Linked DNA regions of Zea mays: region 2 is linked to region 1. A link is a contact called in public Hi-C data. All regions are on one chromosome and are shown on one strand. The core of a region is the stretch at or near the end of the contact, and the rest is flanking DNA. Distances in the headings are between cores, read along the strand shown.

What was found. A called contact is a pair of places that touch in the nucleus more often than the background predicts.
Region 2: a Hi-C map of tassel shows a contact between it and region 1, with 2.2 times the contacts expected there. The contact joins the promoter of LOC100273297 here to the promoter of LOC103646088 in region 1. A contact is called at or near these places in 2 of 25 Hi-C or Micro-C datasets (ear and tassel).

The regions. Positions count from the first base shown.
Region 1 is chr2:19,820,126-19,825,343 of Zm-B73-REFERENCE-NAM-5.0, forward strand. It overlaps LOC103646088, which reads left to right and starts at 2,563. Exons shown (of 7, transcript XM_008670815.3): 1 at 2,563-2,746; 2 at 3,098-3,257; 3 at 3,790-4,044; 4 at 4,129-4,225. The coding sequence starts at 3,115.
Region 2 is chr2:20,016,355-20,021,572 of Zm-B73-REFERENCE-NAM-5.0, forward strand. LOC100273297 (putative glutathione peroxidase) reads right to left here and starts at 2,749. Exons shown (of 6, transcript NM_001147738.1): 1 at 2,570-2,749; 2 at 2,055-2,131; 3 at 782-843; 4 at 482-600; 5 at 1-153. The coding sequence starts at 2,617. It overlaps LOC100274413 (Putative ATP dependent copper transporter), which reads right to left. Exons shown (of 6, transcript NM_001360589.1): 5 at 5,196-5,218; 6 at 4,401-5,075. The coding sequence ends at 4,659.

The sequences.
Region 1 (5,218 bases), core at 1,313-3,812:
CGGAGACCCCTCAGACTCAGAGGAGAACTCCTCCTCTGAGTACTCCGAGTCACCAAAATCCTCCGATGGAGGAGTTGGCTCACGCTTGCACTTGTTGTTCTTGCCCATGGTGGAAGCGAAAGGAAGAGAAGAAAAGCAAGCAACGGAGAACAGCAAGAGATGTGGAAAAGCCGGAGAGACAACGACATTATTTATAGAAGGAGAAGGCAACCGCTCACCTCCAACCGCGGTCACTGAACAATCGCAAAGCCTTCAATAAGCACTTCAACCCGTCTGAAGACACGTCAGGCGGCTGACGCCGTTTCATGCAACACAACACCCATTGGGACTCCAGTCAACAGCGCGGAGGATATGATTACACCCGCCGTCACATCACATTACTACTCAGAAGCAGCCGGCTAAAACACTTAGCGTACCAAGCCGTCCCTTGCCCACACCCATTGGGGACGCCCAGGAATTATCAGTATATTTTTCAAAACGGTCACATCTATGCAGGGCATGCAGTGAATACCTCAAGACAAAAATGAGATATCAGTAAGGATCAGAGGAAAGCCAAATATAGCCAGTGAAGTACAAAATATGGCCGACAGAAGCGACGTGAAGACTAGACAGAGAATGTCTATCAAATGTCTAATCAGTCGCAGAGCAAATAAATTACACTACCTAGCAAGATATGGATGGATTGCGAACTCGGCTGCAAAAGACAAAATACATGCTGACCTCTGAAGCATAATATTGATGACATAATGCTGACCTCCAAAGCATAATGCGGATGGCATCATGCCGATTTTTACAAGCAGAAAGGATAATCTTCAGCAAAAAGACACAAAAGGAAGACCTTCGAATGGATTATCCTCAAAAATCCACTTGAAGGTCGGGGGCTACACCCATTGGGTGCACCTTCGGTGCACCCCATGGATCATCATTCCAAGCCAAGATAGTGCCGACTTCTAAGGCATGGGACAAGATTAAAGACAATGCTGGCCCTCAACCAAAACGCAGGAGTAAAAATGGAAATAATTTCTGGTGAAGACCTTCGAGTAGATTATTTTCTAAAATCTACTCGAAGCTCGGGGGCTACACCCATTGGGTGCACCTCCGGTGCACCCAATGAAGTTCAGGGTCCTACAAAACGAAATGCCGACCTCTAAGGCACAAGCACGAAACAAAGCTTCGGTTTACGAGAGATCAAAGCAGGAGGAGACAGTAAGAAGTCGTTCTCTTCAAATCGCCTGCAAGCTGGACCTGGGATCTTTGGGCTGATTACCTCTAAATTAACCCAAAGATCGGGGGCTTGTGGGGGACAGATATCCCCCGGGTCCACTAAAAGAGTAAAAGACCTCACGAAAGGCCCAAGGGCCCAATAAATCGTAAGGTCATTCTTTCGTGGGCCTGGGGAGGAACAATCAACAAAGCAGATTGACACGAGGCCGGATTGGTGCAAACCTGGATGGCCCACAACGTCGAGCGAGCGACCACAACAGAGATCCGACTTTCCCGCGTTGGAGCCCCCATGCAACGGAGCCATGCGAGGATAGGTCGGCAGGACTACAGGGAGATAAACTCAAACAATTGCTGATCCTTTAGCTACGCATTGTTATCATATCCACGTGTATTGCCCCACGGTCGAGTATATAAGGCCTAGAGGGCACCCCTTCAGATTGGTCGACCCTATTACTTAGCCACCCACTTCAACTCTCTGCATTCTCAATTCGGAGAGCTCTCTTGTAACCTCATTCACCAAGCATACTCGCCAGGACGTAGGGTGTTACGTATCTCTAAGCGGCCCGAACCTGTAAACATTGTCCACTGTCCCTCGTGCAACTGGCACGAACCATTTTGCTACAGTCGTCGACACCGTCCTACTCCTAAAAACACCTTGAGGGGCAACCCCGGGTGTGCGGTCGGACCCAAAACACCGACACCTTGGGTCCATAGAAGAACTCAAATTGAGGACACATTTGAAATTAGATAAGTGCTAATATATTTAATTAGCAATTAAGATAAGAGTAAAACACAAATTGAGGAGCCTAAAAAAGGAGGTTTGAGACTGACTATTGGGTCTATATGACACGCACTTTTTAAATTTCGTGATAGGAAATAGGGAACATATATATAGTAGCCATATACAACTTTGCGTTAAGGATGTGTTTGGTTTGATTTTTTGCTTTGACTTTTGCCCTCTCAAACTCAAAAGGCAAATCAAAAGGCTTAGTCGAGTAAGTGGCTTTTTTCAAAAGTCGACTTTCTCACAACGTAAAACTAAAAGCACCTTTAAACCTATTTTTAGTGGCTTTTAGGTAGAACTGTCTAAATATATATAGAAGAAATTTTAGTGGTTTTATCAAATGCTTTTTAGCTTTTTATACAACTCACATTTCACAATAGCTTTTCCTCTCGCAACAACTTTTTTTCACCGCCACAGTCCAACCAAACAAATCTTATAGGTATCTTTACGCTTGCACGTTACCTTAATAGTTTACACAACATAATAAATGCGTACGTTGTTTCATGCCGGAGCTTGTGCTATACTTGTTGCGTCGCCGTCTTGCTCGGTCACTTTGGAGCTCCGTCCACAAACCCATCTCGGATTCCAAGGCTCGTGGCATACCTGTAGTCATATATTCGTCCCCCCGTTCCTCAGTAGCCACCGAGGTCACCATTGCCACAGAGAGTGTATGTGGGTGGCTATATATATATGCCTGCTTGCATTGCACACGTACGTACAGCGTAGCGGGGAGCGGAGGTGAGCTCCTCCTCCGATTCTTGCCTAATCTTTGGTCTTTGCACACGTACGAAAGCTTTTTGCATTGTTTCGTTGCTTCTGGATGACTGGATGATCAGTACTCCTAGATATTAAGCGATACCGATCTAGAATCGAGTTGTTGTACTCTCTCTGTCCCTTTTGTGCAGCTATAACTAGCTAGGTTCCTTCGCATAGAGCCTCTCTACAGAGTACAGACTAGCTAGCAGTGTCAGGCACGAAATGGAAATGGCTACTTCCAAATTGCACGAGCTGGAATTATATACTCTTCTGATCTTCTTCACCGTCTCTTTATAGCGTGATATGCGTTTCTGGCTTCTTGCTTGCGTGAAGGATTAGTAAGGCGCGTGATGGCGCTCTCAGCTTGCCCGGCTCAGGAAGAACTGCTGCAGCCTGCTGGGAGGCCGTTGAGGAAGCAGCTTGCTGCAGCCGCGAGGAGCATCAACTGGAGCTATTCCCTCTTCTGGTCCATTTCAAGCACTCAACGACCACGGTAAATTGAAGTCCTGATAATCTATAATCTGTCTGGCAGTTTTCTACAACTCTGATGAATGATCCTCACATCGTTTGCCTGATACATACATACCGCATACATATGAAATAAAGAAAGTCGGATCCCGTGATGCGATTGTAGTTATCGCTTTTCCGCAAAATGGTTGCTTTTTGAATCTGCATTCGTTTTTTTTTCCACATCTTCTTCCTTCTCCCGAGTCCCGACAACGCAACCGCGCGCCGCCTGCCGCCCATCGCCCCGCCTTGGCCGGCGAGAAACTCAGCCTACTACACCAGCGGCGACCTCTTTTCCCCCTCCTCTCACCGCCGTCGTGGCCGTGCTCGCCCCCGCTCTAACCTGGTCTGGCCGCCTCCGCTGCCACCTGCTCAGGCGGTGTCATCGCCGCCTCCACCTCACCCGCGTCTTTCTCGTCCCTACCCTCTCTGCCTCCGGGCGCATCATCATATGATATTCTGATGCAAAGAAAAAGGTGGACCATATAAGGTAAGGACAAGAGAAAATATGGTTGCAGGGTGCTGACGTGGACGGACGGGTTCTACAATGGCGAGGTGAAGACGCGTAAGATCTCCCACTCCGTGGAGCTGACAGCCGACCAGCTGCTCATGCAGAGGAGCGAGCAGCTCCGGGAGCTCTACGAGGCCCTCCAGTCCGGCGAGTGCGACCGCCGCGCGGCGCGGCCGGTGGGCTCGCTGTCGCCGGAGGACCTCGGGGACACCGAGTGGTACTACGTGATCTGCATGACCTACGCCTTCCTGCCTGGCCAAGGGTAACCGATCGATGACAACATCTTTTTTTCCCCCAATCTGTTCGTGACCGGCTCTGTCTGCCATGGCGTTGCGTTCTGCCACAGCTTGCCCGGCAGGAGTTCCGCGAGCAACGAGCATGTCTGGCTGTGCAACGCGCACCTCGCCGGCAGCAAGGACTTCCCCCGCGCGCTCCTGGCCAAGGTATATATGCAATATGCATGCATTCGCCGTGTGTCTTGTTATTATTGCCTTTCATGCATGTCTTGTTATTATTTTTTTCATTGTGCCTAATTCTCCTGGTACTGTTTCAAACATCTAAAACTAATAGCTAAAACATCTCCAACAAGGTGACTAAATACAACATTATTTAAAGTGTTTAGGGTGTTAAAAACAAATTACACTCTCTAACAGTTAAATCCTAAATTATGTATTTTATTGTAGTAAGTAAATTACATTATTTGGAAAGAAAATGTCGAGCTAGGGTGTAATATATTTGGGTCACTCCATGGTGTGTCCTATATTTTTTATTAAAAATTATAAAATATAACATTGTTAGAGCTGTTTTATATGAGTTGAGCCCTATATTTCAATATAGTGCACCGATTTTAGGCATGGTTGGAGATATTCTTAGCACCTAATTAGCTAAGAGGTTTAGAACCCATCATCTAATTGTTAGTTATACCCCTAAAATAACTACTAGTTGTTAGCTGCTAAGCTAAAATCAGCTAACAACTTAGGATCTGTTTGCAAGAGCTCTGGCTTGCCTGAAAATAGCTATAGCTCTAAAGCCATTTCACATATCGTTTGGCAGAAACGACTTATCTAGAGCCAGAGCCATTTCTCTATATTAAAGGGCCCCTTTGGCTGGCTCTTTAGGCGGCTTCGACTTGGGCTCATTGTGAAGCCATACCAAACGGTCATAAAAAACGGCTTCTCGTCGGAAGTCCCTCGAGGAGCTAGAGCTGTTTTTGTGTCGACTCCCCCTTCATTTCCCTGATATAGCATTAAAAACAAACACAAAAGAAGTTGTTTGCCAAACGAATTGTACAACGGCTCCGGCTCCTCCAAACAAGCTAAAGAGCCAGAGGAGCCAGAGCCGGAACTGTTTTAAGAGGAACTACCAAATGGAGCCAAAGTGTTAGAGCCAGAGCCGGTGAAGCTACTATTTGTGGCTTCTTCTATGTAGTACAAAAA
Region 2 (5,218 bases), core at 1,499-3,998, 200 kb after region 1:
TGAAGTGGTTGGAGCATAGCGATCCACAACACGTCCCTCCTTGTCAACCAAGAACTTGGAAAAGTTCCACTTGATGCTGTCGCCGAAAAGGCCACCTTTGCTAGATTTCAAGAACTTGTAGATGGGCGCAGCATTGCTACCGTTGACATCAACCTGACAAGCAATAGATAGAGGTTAGTACTATTCCACAACAGACCATTCTACATGGGTCTGTTAGGATCATCACTAATATCCTCACATCACCCTGACAAGCTAGATAACTGTATCTTTGCATTGAGGCAGCTTTATCCTACTACACCCTCCATTCTAAATTATAATATGTAATATTTTTTCTACATACATAGTTTTTTCTATGCACTTCGATATACATTATGTCTAGATACATAGTTAAAGCTTATAAAAATTCAAAACGTCTTATAATTTGGAACTGAGAGAATACAGTGTATTAGAGGAGAAACAGCTAGAAGACTAGAGTTTTTACCTTGTCGAAGATGGGGTACTCAGCCTTGAAGCGTGTGCAGGCAAACTGGACAATCTCCTCATTGGTACCAGGCTCCTGCCCACCAAACTGGTTGCATGGGAAAGCCAGGATTTCAAAGCCTGCAAAGATCACAATTTAGCAATTGTGCTTAGCAATTAGCATCCCCAACAACCGGAATTGTTTAGATTGACGAACAACCAATAGTTGGATAAAATAAACCAATAATGCATATGCCCATGAGAACACAGATAAGCATTACAAGATTAAGAATATACAAAAAGCAATGGATTAAGGACACACCTTGGTCCTTGTACTTCTCATAGAGCTGGGCCAGCTCAGTGTAGTTGGAGTTGGTTAAGCCACTGAAATAATCGGTCACAGTGCAGCAATTAGCAGTGTACAGAATAATGTTTTCCTATACACTGTAAACAAAAGATGTCTACGTCTGACAGTGAAATAAGTAAGCACAGATAAAACCAATATTTTATATCAAGTATAGGAACAACTGATTCCAGGTAGTAGAAGAGGACATATCCTGTGCAATCACTTATCCTGGTGCAAGCGTGCAATCAAGCGATCTGGTGCATCCGATCTAGATCTAATGATGACTGTTATTTTATATGTAACCCCTTCCACCTAAAACATAGTACATATTTTACTTTTAACCCCTTCCATATGAAACCGTCAGGGCCGTTCCTGACTTTTCAGGGGCCCGGTGCGAAATCCGATATCGAGGCCCATCCACATATATATATAATTATATATATTATCAAATATTTAATATATAAAAATTATTATGCACTATTTTAAAGTTTACAAGATAACAAATGTAAAATATAGCAAAAACACTTGTTATCTCATATTATTAAAAATATCTTTTAACATTTTGTGATACAAAGTCATCTCTTCTATCATTGAGATCAATCTCATCCAACAACTTTTTTCGATATATAGAATCACCAAGCCATTTAACATCTCTTGAGTTATTGTTGATCAAAAATAGTTCACAAAAATATTTCAATTTTAAAAAGCTTCTCTCTGCCAAAGCAACCATCATATGTATAGTTTATAATACTCTCCCTATATCAAAATAGAATTTGTTTTGCTTCTTTAGTGGATTTATCATCATCAATATAAACATAAAAATTAAGAACTAAAACAAATACTATTTTGAAACGGATGGGTATTGGATAAGTAATTGAGACAGTTTAAGAATATAAACGAGACTAGTTGATAGCTCGATAACGCATCACACTTTACGTATTTGTGTCTATAATAGATAAGTTTAATAGGAAAAAATACTACCGTACAGTGGCTACGGGGCCCTCTATTTTTGGGGGCCCGGTGCGGCTGCACCCTTGGCACCCCCACAGGGACGGCCCTGGAAACCGTTAGATCTAGATCGGATGCACCAGATCGCTTGATTGCACGCTTGCACCAGGATAAGTGATTGCACAGGATATGTCCTCGTAGTAGAAGACACCAACGACCTTACTGATACGCTTTTGCCATGGGCCAAACAATCACAAATAGTAAGAAGATTAGAAAAGTTTCTGCTGCAGATGATTCATACCACTGGGATGCGACGTTAACAATGAGAAGAACCTTCCCCTTGTAGGTGCTGAGGTCAACGTCTTTGCCGCTCGCATCCTGCAGACGAGCAGCAAGCAGAAGGCGATAATTAGACTCCTCTGCAAAAACATAAGCCGCGGCATCTACTCTTCTAAAAATTCGGCAAAAACCGCTAGGTAAGGGTTAGCAAATCCAGTCATTTTGCAAGCCAAATCACACGGTTCGACAGCGAAATTCACACTAAGAGCTCCGCACGAATCAGGAACCATAAAGCCCCAATCCCGGACTAAGCACAGCACAGTGGCCTCGAGCTTGCAGCTCCGGGGCACGCCGCACGCAAAGCAAGCGATCCATGCAAAATATTACGGATTTACGGGGGTCCTATGATCCTATCACCTCTGGAATCTACGCACAGAGACGTTTTGGGGTTCAGAGGGCCTATGATCGTACCACCTCTGGAATCTACGCACGGAGGCGTTTAGGGGTTGAGAGGGCGACGAGGGGAATGGGACTGACCTTGACGATGAAGTCGTGGACGGAGGTGGCGGTCGACGAGGCGGCCATGATGAGGCGAACGGCGGGCGGGCGGGCGGCGGTGGCGAACTAGCGGGATCCGGGAGGGGCGTTTACGGCTGTGAGACGGTAGCGTGTAGAAGAAGCCGAGAGCCGGGAGGGAGAGAGCAAAAGCGGGCAAGCGGCGGAGCTGAGGTGGTGGACCGAGCGACGAGACGACTAGACTTCACCGGCGGTTGATTTATACGGCCAGGCCCATGGGGGGTTGGGGGTTGAATCGAATGACGGACGCCGTGACACTTGAGACAGACAGATGGTGTGAACGCTGCTACTGCATCGTGGCCTCGTGGGGCGGGGCCGGCCAACGCGGCGTTCGGAGGGGAGTGCTCGTCGGCCAGGAGCCCGCCGCGTCGGCGTGTGGACGGAATCGTGGCAGCGTTGGTCAACCGTCTCGGCTGCGGTTGTACGAATGCAATTCTCGTACGAAAGTCGAAACCAAATGATAAACTCCCCTTCTTCTTAAAAATAATTGTTATTGTAATTTAAACTTTTATAAATTTAATTATGTATGCAATAAACATTAATAATATTGGTTTCTTCGAATTAATTTACTATATAGAATTAGATTCAAACATCTATTAAATCTTAATATTGTATATAATTAAAGCTAAAATAGTTGTTGTTTTTTTTAAAAAAAATGAGAATGATAAATGGAGTATTTTAGAAAATAGGAAACGAGTTTAATTAGAATTATAAAAAACAATAACATTTATTATATAAATTAAATGTTATGAAGTAATTATAAAGCATATATTTATAGTAGCTTGATTTAAGTATATAAATATAAAGAATATTTGCTGTAAATTTGATTGTACTACGGGACGAATACTGGGCTTAGGCTGAGACGGGCGGGTGCTCACTAGCTGGGCCGACGAACCGAAAATGCTACCCATGTTTCCGCCTCCCCGCAGCCCGTTCACGGTTGGAACTAGTGTGAAACACGCGCACAGCTTCTGGAAGCGGCCGGGCCCTTGGGCTGCGAGAAGAAGGACCGTGTGAGGCCATATGTTCGTGCGCGGTGGCCGTCAAGGCACGTCGATTGGTGGTGAGACGCTGAGCTACTCCCTGACGCAGTGACGCGGATGCATTGCTTTTGCGTGTTCCGGTCGCACAGCGTTTGTATTTGAACGCATCGCGTTTCGACAACCTGAGTATCTTCTGGAACTCACACAGCAGGCAGTAGGCGTAACAAATGTAGACTGGCGAGTTTTTGGGCAGCAGCGGCGCCCTACGGTTCATGCCAGAAAAAAATTGCTTCGATGATTTCGTACGGGAGCAACGAATGCATACCGCGTCACGTCAGGTAGGTCGACGCAGCAACAACCAGAAAAAGCAAATTGCTTCGATGCCATCGGGCATCGGGTGCGTCGTGTCGGTCATGGACGGGACCGCGCGCGCGGTTGGTCGTATAGATCATGATCGTGTGTCGTCGGCGGTGGAAGCAAAAATTGCCGCCTTATCATGATCTTCTTTCCGCTGCGACAAGTGCGTTTCTCACTTTTTGTTTTGTTGTGTGTGAACGATTTTAGTTCGGTAGCTAATTAACATTGGCCACGCAGACGAAAACGAAACAACGTGCCGGTGGATTCCATCATCACCGAGCACCAGCTTTTCTCTGCTTTTCATCGAATATGATCCCCATCGGCTTCCACTTTTGTTCGAGTGGCCTCCGTGGACGCTTCTTGGGGCGGAGCAAGAGCCAAGCCTGAAGATACCAATACCATGCTCGTGCTGGTCATGCGATATTGATTCAAAATTATTCAGGCCCCATCATAGCAGTAGTGTGCCATAGGACCACTTTTCATTTCGAGAGGAAAAGAAAACGGTATACATCCATGCAACGATGGCAGATCAGTAGCAGTACTTACGTTACACCACCACTTCACTTAGCATCGCCGTATATATACTTGTAACACATATGTACAGCTTGCTTGTTCCAGCGATTCTTTTTAGACTTCTGTTTCAGCGATTGTTAGCACTTAGCAGCCAGCCACAACCTTCCCGTTCCAGCAGCAGTGCCAGTGATACCTGCCTACAGGGTAGTAATTCCAATTTCTTTAGCTGTGCCGGCAATCTTCGGAGCCTTGTAGTACCTCAGCAGCAGGGACCAGCAGACGACGCTGACGGACGAGGCCGCCATCGCAGCGCCGGCGACCCACGGCGGCAGGCGGAACCCGGTGGACGGGAAGAGCACCCCCGCAGCGATCGGGATGCCGACGACGTTGTACCCGAGCGCCCAGACGTAGTTCATCCGTATGCGGAAGAAGGCCTTCCTGGACAGGTCGATGGCGGTCACCACGTCCTCCAGGTTGCTCTTCATGAGCACGATGTCCGCAGCCTCGATGGCGACGTCCGTCCCCGCGCCTATCGCCAGCCCCACGTCGGCCGAGACGAGCGCGGGGGAGTCGTTGATCCCGTCGCCAACCATCGCCACGGTCCTTCCAGACAGCTGCGACAGTTTGTGTCAGGACTCAGGAGAAGCTACGTACTAGTAATTAACTGGACCAGAGTCCAGAGCGCTCTTGGAAACGAGTACAAAAGGAAACGAAACACCGGATAGATACCTCACCTGGAGTTCCTTCACCCTCTCGG